Linked DNA regions of Mus musculus: region 2 is linked to region 1. Evidence: chromatin contacts called from public Hi-C data. All regions are on one chromosome and are shown on one strand. Each heading gives the region's core, a stretch centred on a gene start, on an enhancer-like site or on the middle of the called end of the contact. The rest is flanking DNA. Distances are from core to core; before and after follow the strand shown. Region 1 has its middle 3.4 kb from the start of Gm4681. Region 2 has its middle 60 kb from the start of Gm41250.

Evidence for each region. Hi-C and Micro-C count contacts between places; a contact is called where the count stands out from the background.
Region 2: a contact with region 1 is called in a Hi-C map of adipose-derived mesenchymal stem cells, with 1.8 times the contacts expected there. The contact joins two enhancer-like sites. A contact is called at or near these places in 6 of 484 Hi-C or Micro-C datasets (the N1E-115 cell line, adipose-derived mesenchymal stem cells, embryonic fibroblasts and 2 more) and 2 of 115 datasets of contacts at active chromatin or transcription factors (embryonic fibroblasts and neural progenitor cells).

The regions. Positions count from the first base shown.
Region 1 is chr14:120,142,757-120,148,202 of GRCm38.p6, reverse strand. No RefSeq gene overlaps it. Among named protein-coding and RNA genes, the nearest start is that of Gm4681, 3.4 kb to the right of the region's middle. Within about 2 kb of position 1,757, at least 49 of the 459 cell types and tissues checked have an H3K27ac peak or open chromatin away from gene starts, as enhancers often do. A contact at or near this core is called in adipose-derived mesenchymal stem cells, where this site is marked.
Region 2 is chr14:120,210,223-120,215,766 of GRCm38.p6, reverse strand. No RefSeq gene overlaps it. Among named protein-coding and RNA genes, the nearest start is that of Gm41250, 60 kb to the right of the region's middle. Within about 2 kb of position 3,851, at least 28 of the 459 cell types and tissues checked have an H3K27ac peak or open chromatin away from gene starts, as enhancers often do. A contact at or near this core is called in adipose-derived mesenchymal stem cells, where this site is marked.

The DNA of each region.
Region 1 (5,446 bases), core at 508-3,007:
TCAGGAACAGAAGCAGCTATGTCATCCTACAGATCTATAGAGCTATAGAGGGGGAAAGGCCGGCTCTGCCCTTGGAAACTTGGGCTTGGCTTAAACCCCTTTCCTAGTCACCTGACTTGATGAAACAGAAAGGATTGCAAACATTTCTAGAAGAAATTATTGAGTGTAAGGAGTTCAAAATTTGCACATCTTTAAGGCATACACTAATGATGTTGTACTGTTGACCATACACCTGACAGAAAGTCCTCAAGGGAAGACGGGGCTCATGGTTTTCAAGGGTTTTTAGCCCATCGTGATTGAAGACCAGCATACAGCAGTCAGGACCCTGAGCTAGGGGAAATGGTCAGACACCCACTCTTAGTAACCAACTTTTTATCTATCTATCTATCTATCTATCTATCTATCTATCTATCTATCTATCTATCTATCTATCTATCTATCTGGTTTTTCAAGATAGGGTTTCTCTGTGAAGCTCTGGCTGTCCTGGAACTCACTCTGTAGACCAGGCTGGCCTCAAACTCAGAAATCCACCTGCCTCTGCCTCCCAAGTGTAGTGATCAACTTCTACCAGCTAATCCCCACCTCTTGAGAGTTCCACAGCCTCTCAGAACAGCACCACCTGCCGGGAAAGAAGAATTTAAAACATCAACCTGGGGGAGATATTTCAGACTAAAACTAGAACAGAAGGCCCAGAAAACAGAGGTTGGTGAGAGCTGCATTTTTAATTCAGGACAGCTTGCAAATATGACTTGTCCATTTATAAGACTAATAATTTGTTTGTAAAAGGATTTAGAAAGCCAGACAGGGAATTGCAGGACAGCGATGATCTTTGCGCTTGCTGTGACAGGCATCGTAGGCGAAGGTCTGCTGGAGTCCTGGAAGCCATCTGCAGCAGCCTGTACCCTGCAGCTAGAGGAACAATGAGCTGTCTGTCTCCTTCTCTACCTCCAACTCTCCCTTGAGGCTTTTCATTGGCAGAATCTAAGCAGGAATTTCTGGGAAATTTAGTTTCCAGATGTTGCAGCCCTTGTGAGTCAGAGAGGACACAGAAGGGGAAAGAGCTACCATGGCCACAGGGCCTAAGTGAAAGACATCAATTATTATAGGGTGATGTCAGGGAAAGTGGGTCGGGGTGGAAATGGAGCTTGGTGAGGCCGGGTCTGGGTGGAAGGATTGTGGGCAAGCAAAGTCTAAGGGGGTCTGTAACTGGGGCAGATGTAGCAGCAACACCCCTGCAGACAGAGGGGCTGTGAGACATTCTAGGCAGAGTGACAAGGCGATTGGAATGTCACAGTCTTTGAGATTGACAGGATGCTCGTTGTTTTAAAACTCTCAGTAGGGTGTGCATAGAACATTAAAGTACCATTGATGGGTCAAAGACAACCAGAAGAAAGAGCCTGCAACAACCTGTCCCCGCTTTGCTGATCGTTTAAAAGCATTCTGTGAAACAAACATTCTTCCAGACTAGGCAAAAAGGAAGATAGAATTTGAGCAGTGGTTGTTGGGACTGCACGTTAAACGGTAGAAATGTGGGAGGAGGTTAGACAAGAAGTCTATGGGACTCGACAATGAGTGAGAAGCAGGCAACCGGCAGGAGCAACCAGGACTCCACAGTCTGTTGCATGTTGTAGCCTTGTGAACTGCTGTCATGAATTGAGACATGGTCATAAAAAAGACAGAGCGTGGGCGGTTCCATTCTGGACGCATTCCGGGTTAGGATATGTAGCTACAGACATCAATGATTAAGACGGAGGTGGTGTCCCTCCCCATTCCTGCTGAGCCTACGTGGAGCCTTTGCACTCAGAGGGAAGTAAGTCATGACTCCCTTCACATGTGAGCGTGGAGCCACAAATGGACCAATGCCTATCAAAGATATTTCCCTGTCTTATTCCCCAATGGAGCTTGATGCCTGAAGTCCAACGCTTTGTACTTCAAACTCCAAGCTTTAAGTTAAGGCCCCTTCAACGTTTGTGCTGCCTGTCTACCTGCGGTGGAGTACTGAGACTTGCTTTGTCACATTTACCTTGAAGACAATCGGTGCATTTACACACACCAGTGCATTTACACACACCAGTGTTACTATATAGCCAAAGCTCCCAGCATGCCTTTCAGAGATTTTTCCAGCAGAGATGACAACAAACATCACACCAGACAGGGCACCAGTCTCAGGTCATAGAAATTATTCTACTGTATTTCAGCTTAAGAGGCCAAGGAATTTGTTGGGGTTTCATACAGAAACATTGCAAGGAGCTGCTTGAAAGAACGTGAGTGGCTTAAAAGCAGCTGTAACCCCCAAATGACTCACCAGAGCTGCATCCCTGGGACTCCCTGCCCAACTCTAAGGTAACCCATTAAAGAGTTTCATCTTGTACAGCAATTGCTTATTGCTTATACAGTCCGGAAAGGGGCCTATCCCTATTAACTTCTGCTGTCAACGTGACATAGCCCAGAGTCATCTCGGGGAGACTCCACTGGGGAATCAGATAGCTCAGATTGACCTGTGGCCGTGTCTGTGAGGAAGTGTCTTAATTGTGGATTATTGTCAGAGGGCACAGTCCCCTGTGGGTGGTACCATTACTTGGTACGTGGCCCTGGGCTATGTAACAAAGCTGGCTGGGAGTGAGGGAGAGAGTAAACCAGCATGCAGTCTTCCTCCATGCACAGGACCTGCGCTTGAGATAGTTCCTGACTTAAGTTCCTGTCTCAAGTTCCTGCATTGGCTTCCCTCAGAGATGAACTGCTACCTGGAAGTTGTTTTTGGTCCTGGTGCTTATCAGAGTAATGTAAAGGGAACTAGAGAAAGGTGTGTTCCTACTAAGTCTCGCCGAGCTTCCTGGGCTGGCTGGGTTTCACGGGTTTGCTAATTTTGCTAACTCCTTGAGTCTTAAGAGCCCCTATTCTCTCTCAGGTCTCCAGGGGGACATGTTTCAGTTCAGAGGCAGCAGCTACACAGTAGTGGTCACGAGGAGTCAAAGCTGGAAGAATCACTGGGTCCTACACAAAGACCTGATGGTCAGAGAGACACGCGGCATTCAGGAGCCTGGACAAACTGCCAGTGACTTAGTCCTCTGCCTTCAGAGGCTCCCCGTTGGCTCTCATCTTTTCTTCTATTTCTTTAACAACTTGATTGTTGAAACCCCAGGAAATTCTAGGCCTATTTCTCCCATCAAAACGAAAGGAACTTATTGATGAAATCATGAGTCCATTAAGATAGAGTGGCACATCTCCATTAGGCTGTGATTTGCATCATAAAACAGATTAAAATGAAAAATGGAAGCACTCTTCTTGGAGAGGAAATGTACAAAAGAATCTTTTAGGGCTCTCCGAACTAAGACAGAATAACATTCCACCCAGGCACAGAGAGAAAACATGGGGACTGGGGAAGGTATTGACAGAGAGCAAAGCAAGACTGAAGACCTGCAGCCACTTAAGTGGTGTGACTCATAGCTTAGCTGTGGGTAGGCAGCCTAAGTGAGGGAACATTCAGCGCTGAGAGAAACGCTTTTATGAAGCATCCTGCCAGAGCAAGGGTTCCCAATGTAGTGTGGTTGCTGAGCCCTGCACTGAAGTGGGCCTGGGCCATTATTGCTACATTAATGGAGTTGCTGAGAACCGCCCTCTTGCCCGGCTAAAAGCCTGCGCTTCAGAGTGGATGAGAATGGTGCTCTTCGCAACCTTCCTCAACATGTTGAGAAAACAGTTGTGTGACAAGAGCTTTGCCATGTGGCTCCCAGGAATCTAGACTGTTCCAGATGAATTCCCCTAAACTGGTAGAGCTCAGAGCTCTGGGAGTATGCTGGGAAAGGGGGTGGTGACATAGTCTCTTGCCTATCAACCTGGTTCTGTTCTTACATGCATTACTTAAACTAGACAAGCATCAAGACCTTTAGCTAAGAAGAGAGACTGGCTTAAAGGATTGGAACACCTGGGGGATTAGCTGTTTGATGGAAACAAGACAAAGAAATGATCGAGATAATGGTTGGCAGTCCTATTCCTCCAGAGGGGTCTCTTTGCTCGTGTGCAAGAGGCGGTTTGTACCAGCTCATAGGCACCAAGTAGCATTTCTTCTTAATTTCCCCTCTCAGTAACTTCACAGGATGTTGGAACTGGCCAGGATAGGAGTGTTTACACTGACAAATTTGGCAGATGTCACAAAGAAGAGTGTTTCTTCTTTTTTTTTTCCCACCTGTGGTTGTCTTGTTTTCTCCCCTAGAAAGTATATCATTAAATATTTATCAGTAATCTCCTGGAATTTGATTGAAAGATAATTTGGCCATCAAAGCAGCCGCAACCTTCTGAAACTCTGGCTGATGGCTTTCTGAGCACAGGAAGGGTCAAATAAGCAACTGGGTGGAGCTCTGCAGAATTTGGAAGAAGGGGAAGGATTCTTGGAAAACATACCTGTGTGGCATAGTCACCCGATGGCCAATATTCCTAGGGTGACATGGTAGACACCTCTCATAAGTTAGGAGTATAGCCTCAAGACAGGCACTATTTAGACCTGATGTGGGCCTCTTTCTCATTGGACCAAAGACTTCAGATGAAGGATAAGATTTAGAAAGCTAGGCCTCAGAAGCATGAATTTTTACAGGGAATTTTGACAGCTAACCAATTAACCTCTACCACCTATAGAGTTCAGACAAAAGACAGTTGGGTTCAGGGGTGCATTCTGGGAGCACTGGTGAGTGCAGGTCTCTGAGCCACGGGTTTGGTGGTAATGATATGGCAGAAGTTCTTTCTCAGATGGGCTGAGTGGACACCTGTGCCACCTGGGATGTCTGAGGCTGTGTCTGAGAAACCCAAAGGTCTCTTCTGCCTCCCTTCCTGGGTTCTAGGATTCTTCTGAAAAGTTACATTATTACCCCTAATGCTAACTGGAAGGTAGGAAGAGGAGTCACAGACTAAGGACTTAGCCACAATGGATATCAATAGGGAGGTTGCTCAACAAACTAAGCAAGAACCAGCACCCAGCCAGCTGCACCATGTCTATCTAGGTTGTATGCCTGAGGACTGTAAGTCAACATACCACTCATATATTCACACATCTATGCGTACTTCTGTGAGTTCAGAATATCACTGGCAAGTTATGGAAGCAAGAGAAGAATCCATCAGCAAATGACAGGGTTAAAATTTTGGCATATGCCTGTAAAAGCTTTTGTCAGTCACAAGGAAGAACAGAATTGTGCTGTTTGTTGGAAAGTGGGTGTGGCAGGAACTAACCATATGAAATGAAACAAGTCAGAAAGACAAGTGTCACACGTTTTCAGTCCTTTGCACATCCTGGTGTACACACAAACACAGAAATCCGTGTATGTGGAAGCAAAAGGAGTCGGAGAAGGAAGGAAATGAGCAGAATGTGGAATTGGAAATGTAGGGAGTGTCGGGAGGGGAATATGGGCACAGTACTTGATATACAAGAGAGAAATTACCTTTATGACACAATCAC
Region 2 (5,544 bases), core at 2,602-5,101, 65 kb before region 1:
GATTGGCTCCTGTCTGGTTTTTTTTTTTGGGTATCACTAACATTAACCTGGCACTACAGTTGGATTTAGGCTATGTCAAGCTGGCAGTTAAAAGTCACCCAGGACAATCTTCAATTATTTATTTTTAATCAAAGCAATCCATGTACCAAGCTTTAAAAAAGTATGCTGGCTCAAGGACAAATAAGGACACACGCAATTGTCCACCTCCAAGACCTGACTTCCCAGCATCACATAGACCTTCCTCATTGACGTTGCTACCTACCGTTGTGTTTCTAAGTATATTTACTGTATGTCTCTTCTCCTTGATAAACTATCTGCTAAAGCAACTTAAGTGAAGAAACACACATAGATTTAATGTTTCAGGCTGCCAGGGAGGAAAAAAACATGGTGGTAGAAGCCTGTGGTTGGGGTCTTTACTTCTTGGTGAATCAGGGAGCAGGGAGCTTTAGGACTAGAAGTAGTCATCACTCTCAATGACCCCTGCCCACATCAGATCACGTTCTCCAGGTGTGTTCTATAACCTCTCAGAATAGTGTCATTTCCAAGTCTTTAAGCACTTGAGTCTGAAGGGGGACACGGTTTGCATTCAAACCACAACATGTAGTGATGTTAACTTTAGACATTTCTCCCTCTACCCCTCTTACCATAACCTCTCTCTATATCCCAAGCTGCTCTTGTACCCTTGGCAATCCCCCAGCCTCAACCTCTAGGATTACAGATGTGAGCCACAATATCTGGCTCACTTAAGACATTCCTTCTTCCTTTAAGAGATGAGACTGAAGAACCACTGGGAGAATTTGGTTGCCCGGCCCTTATATTTTCTTCTCCATTTTTCCTTAAATGTTTATTAAATAAATATGCTGTTCACTAATAATTATTTGTGTTGTGCCACAAAGTACACTTTTATTGCTTTTTGTTTCATGGGTAGCTTGTTCTTCACTAACTCCCTCTGAATTGGCCCTTGCTTACTCCACGGATGCTGCAACATAACCAGATGCCCTTCTCAGTAAGGCAGACACCAAGAGAACCACCCAGCTCCACGAGGACTGTGGCTTTGGAGCCGCTTTCATTGACTTTCTCTACCTTTGTGCTCCATTTTACCTCAGGTGCTTTGTAAAGCTTTGTGTAGTACTTCTGTATTCTACACAGCACTCTTTGCTCTCTGGCCAGAATCTTTCATAAAGGACCGGCAACTATCCCCTGAGCCTCTCACAGGTGCCCCCAGAGAGTACTTCAGGTTTCCTACATTGATTCTCAGGGTCTCCACCTTTCTGTTTGGCATTTTGGGTCTTCCTCGGCCAGTACAAGGGGATGTAGGCATCTTCTTGTGTGTTTTTAAAATAATATTTGTATTGATTCTTTGAGAACTTCACACAGTATAGTTAGATCATGGTCATTCACTTCTCCCATTTCTGTAGGCCCACCCTCTTCACCCTCCCCTTGTTATGTACCCAACCTAGGGTTTTGTTCTTAAAGGAACAAAAAGCTCATGGAGTCCGATTTATGCTATCCAGCTTCTCTTGCGAGTGTGCCATGCCCTCGAGTACAGTCAACTTATCAGGGCTTCCAACATTAAAGAAACTTGGCTGTGATGGACCAGCAGCTCCTCAGTTAGCGATGGGGTTCATGCCTCCACCCCAAATTCTGGGATTTTGTCTGGCTTGAGCTTGCATAGGTTCTATGACTGCTGGCATAATCTCTGTGAGTCTGTATGCACAGCCTCTCTGATGTGTCCAGGAAACGCTGTTTACTTAAAGTCATCGACCATCTCCGGCCCTGACATTATTTCCATTCCCTCTTCTGCTGAGATTGCTGTGCTGTGGGGATAGAAGGGAAGCCTTCTCATGTTACTCAGTAGAGGCTATGCGTGTTTAAGCTTCTCTAAACTGTGACCATGGCACAAAGCCTGGACCTTGAACACGGATTTACTCTTGTGTTACAAAATGGTCCCACCAAGTCCATGTATTCTTATCTATCTATCTTTACATGGGACCCCCTCAAATCTCCCTCTTTTGGTAGCCTATTGGCTCCACCCGAATGACGCCTGTTAAATCATCTTTCTGCTTCTTCAGTGAGTAATAATTTGTCTTTATTGGGATTGAGCCCGTTCTGATCCTCTGATTGCACTAGGGTTAATCATGAGTCGCATGACTACAGGCAGACGAGAAGGTGCTTGTAGAGGAAACACTGCTTTTATTATGAATGGGAAGAGCAAGTCAGACTGTTCTTAGGGAGTAGGGACGTGCGCAGAGCTAACGGCGTTGAGGAAATAATCCACATCTTTCAGAGTTCAGGGTTCTGGATTCTCAGAGTTAAGGCTTTGGTGATGTTTCTCATTGCTGTGACAAGAGGTCGAACAGAATCAACTTAAGGAATAAAGGGGTGATTTACCTCACAGTTCAAGGGTATATAGTCCATCATGATGGAAGGTGTGGTGGCAGAGCCATGAGGTAGCTGGTCCCATCGCACCATCGGTCAAGAAGCAGAGAGCTGAATGCTGACAGTCTTCTTGCCTGTTCTTCTATAGTCAGTCTTGCACCCAGGCCCTCGGAGGGTGCTATTCATATTTAGGATAGGCCTTGTCTGCTCTGTTCTTCTTTTTTGGAACACCCTCATATTCATACCCAGAGGTGTGTGTGTGTGTGTGTCTGTGATTGTTAATCCAGTTAATTTGACCATGAAGATAAACCATTACATTGGCCTTAGTGTCATGAACCTTCCTTGCCTCTGTATTTAGATGTATCGATAGTTCCACAGCTCTATCTGGTCCAAGGTCTGCCCCTTCACTGTGCTCATCCTCCAGTAACAGCAAGAGGACCTCTGGCTTCCATGAGCAGCCATTCGATGTGTTTGTTGCTCTGGGCTTCTCAGCATCCCTCTGCAGTGTGTCAGTACAAATTAGCATTCACTGGCCAACTCCACAGTGAGGGGTGGGCATTGTTCTCTTAGCTTGTCAATGCCTGATTATTTGGAATCATTATACAAGCACAGGGTATTCACATTCCTGGTTCCCGGAACATTTGGTCACCACCCATGAGCTCCGCAGTGCTCTGGCCATTGCCTCAGCCAACAATTACCCAAACTCAGGCGCCACCCTGAGAAGGATCTGGGGTTGGGGAGGGGTCCTTGTTAGTCAGGTAGTGAATGAGCCAGGTTCTAAACTCCATGTTAGGACCATTTTTTCTCAGAAAACTCTTTAAACCACTGTGTTGGTTCAGATCCTCTAAGAAGACCCAAAGTCAGGAGTGACAGAGTAGTCAGTCAGAGTGATGGTAATAAAGGGCAAAGGGAAGGGAGAGGCTCCAGACTGACCTGCAGCCTGGCTCCTGTGACTGGACAGGGAGAAGAGGAATCAAGTACGAGGACCCAAGAAATTTGTTTAGGAAATATTTTGACTAGACTGCTGAGGAGATCTCATTGGCAGATCCTCCTGTTAAGCCCAGATCTCTGTGGAATTCAGTCATTCGTTGAAAAACTGTGTGCTCAGCATGACTATTTCCTCTACAGATATTCTTTTCAAGGAATCCTAAGCAACACGTTCATGTCCATGGCTGTTGCTAGACAGATATTGTTAAGCAGAAGTGTTGGTAGTGGTTGGGAGGGGGCTGTAGTCCTGAGGTCACAGGTTTGCCTATCACGCAGAAGACCAAAGATCCCACCTCCAGAATTACCAAAAGGACACCGGTCTGGCTGCTAGAAACCTGTGAGTTGAGTGGAAGAAGGGACAAAGGGATGCAATAGCCAGTGTGTGCCTTTCCTTGGAAGGCCTTGTTCCCAGGTCAGTGACTCAGCACCTCTGTCTTACAGACAGTCTTTCTCAGGCTGGAGGCTATTTGCTGAGGCACTGTAGAAATGAAGCCTTCTGATTCTGACTCATTTGCTGGGATTGAGAAGTGAGATTTAAAGGCTGCCCCTTCTACAGCTAACCTTGCTTTTACCTCCCACTCCAAGCCTGCCTTCCAAGGCACCCATGCCTCCAGCTCTTCTGCATCCGTTGGGATACACAGCATGAATCAATTTGTTTCTTGTTAGCAGTTCTGTGTGCAGACACAGAGCTTGCAGCTCTTCCTTCGACTAATTCAACAGTCATTTATCTATCCTCTGTTCACCTTCCTAAATGGTGACCTATTCTCTTCTGCTATAGACTTTTCCCTCACATTAGGTTTGGAGAAAGGAGTGGGGCAGCCTTAGCGAGAAGAACCAGCCCTGTGTGTGGTCAGGAGAGTGAAGAAGCACAGACCCTAACACACATGTCTTCAGAGGGGGAAGCCGAGGCTCTTCCCTCCTAAGGGTTCTTGTATTTTTCCTCTTGTTAGCGTATCTTCTATCCCATCCACTGGCATCATTCAAGATGATTCTATTAATGTACAACATTATTTTACTCTAAAAATTTCCCTATCTTATGATTCTTTTAGATTAAGAAAGTACAGCTTTCAAAAAGTGTAGTTTATGAGTCAAACACACTTGTAAATTCCTGTAATCCCAGAACTCCAAGGGTCAAGGGGCAGTCAGGACTTAAGTCAGGAGCTACACAATGAGTTCAAATCCAGCTTGGGCTACAGAGGGTGAGACCTGTCTTTCTCCATACCCAAATTCACCCCGGAGAGAATGGTCTCCCAGGAGTACTGGCACACAGGCTTGCAGGAGGGACAAGCCACAGTCAGAGACTGTAAGACCAGCTAACACCAGAGAGACCCAGACGGCAAGGAGGCAAGGGCAAGAACATAAACAACAGAAACCAAGGCTACTTGGCATCATCAGAGCCCAGTTCTCCAACCACAGTGAGCCTTGGATACCCCAACACACCAGAAAAGCAAGACTCTGACTAAAAGTCACATCTCATGATGATGACAGAGAACTTTAGGAAGAACATAATAACTGCCTTAAAGAAATACAGGAGAACACAGGTAAACAGGTAGAAACCCTTAAAAAGGAAACACAAAACTCTCTTAAAGAATTACAGGAAAACACAACCAAACAGATGGAGGAATTGAACAAAACCATCCAGTATGTAAAAATGGAAATAGAATCAATAAAGAAATTACAAAAGGGAACAACCCTGGAGATAGAAAATCTAGGAAAGAGATCAGGAGTCATAGACACAAGCATCACCAACAGAATACAAGAGATAGAAGAGAGAATCTAAGGTACAGAAGATACCATAGAAAACATTAAGACAATAGTCAAAGACAATGCAAAACGCAAAAAGCTCTTAACCCAAAATATCAAGAAAATCCAAAAAAAGATAAGGAAGGATACTTCATACTCATCAAAGGAAAAATCTACCAAGATGAACTCTCAATTCTGAATGTCTATGCTCCAAATGCAAGGGCACCCACATTCATAAAAGAAATGTTAATAAAGCTCAAAGTACCCGATGTACCTCACACAGTAATAGTGGGAGACTTAAACACCCCACTCTCATCAATGGACAGAATTTCAACTGAGTTATAATGAGGCTGAGAATCACCTAAAGAAATGTTCAACATCCCTAGTCACCAGGGAAATGCAAATTAAAACAATCCTGAGATTCCACCTCACACC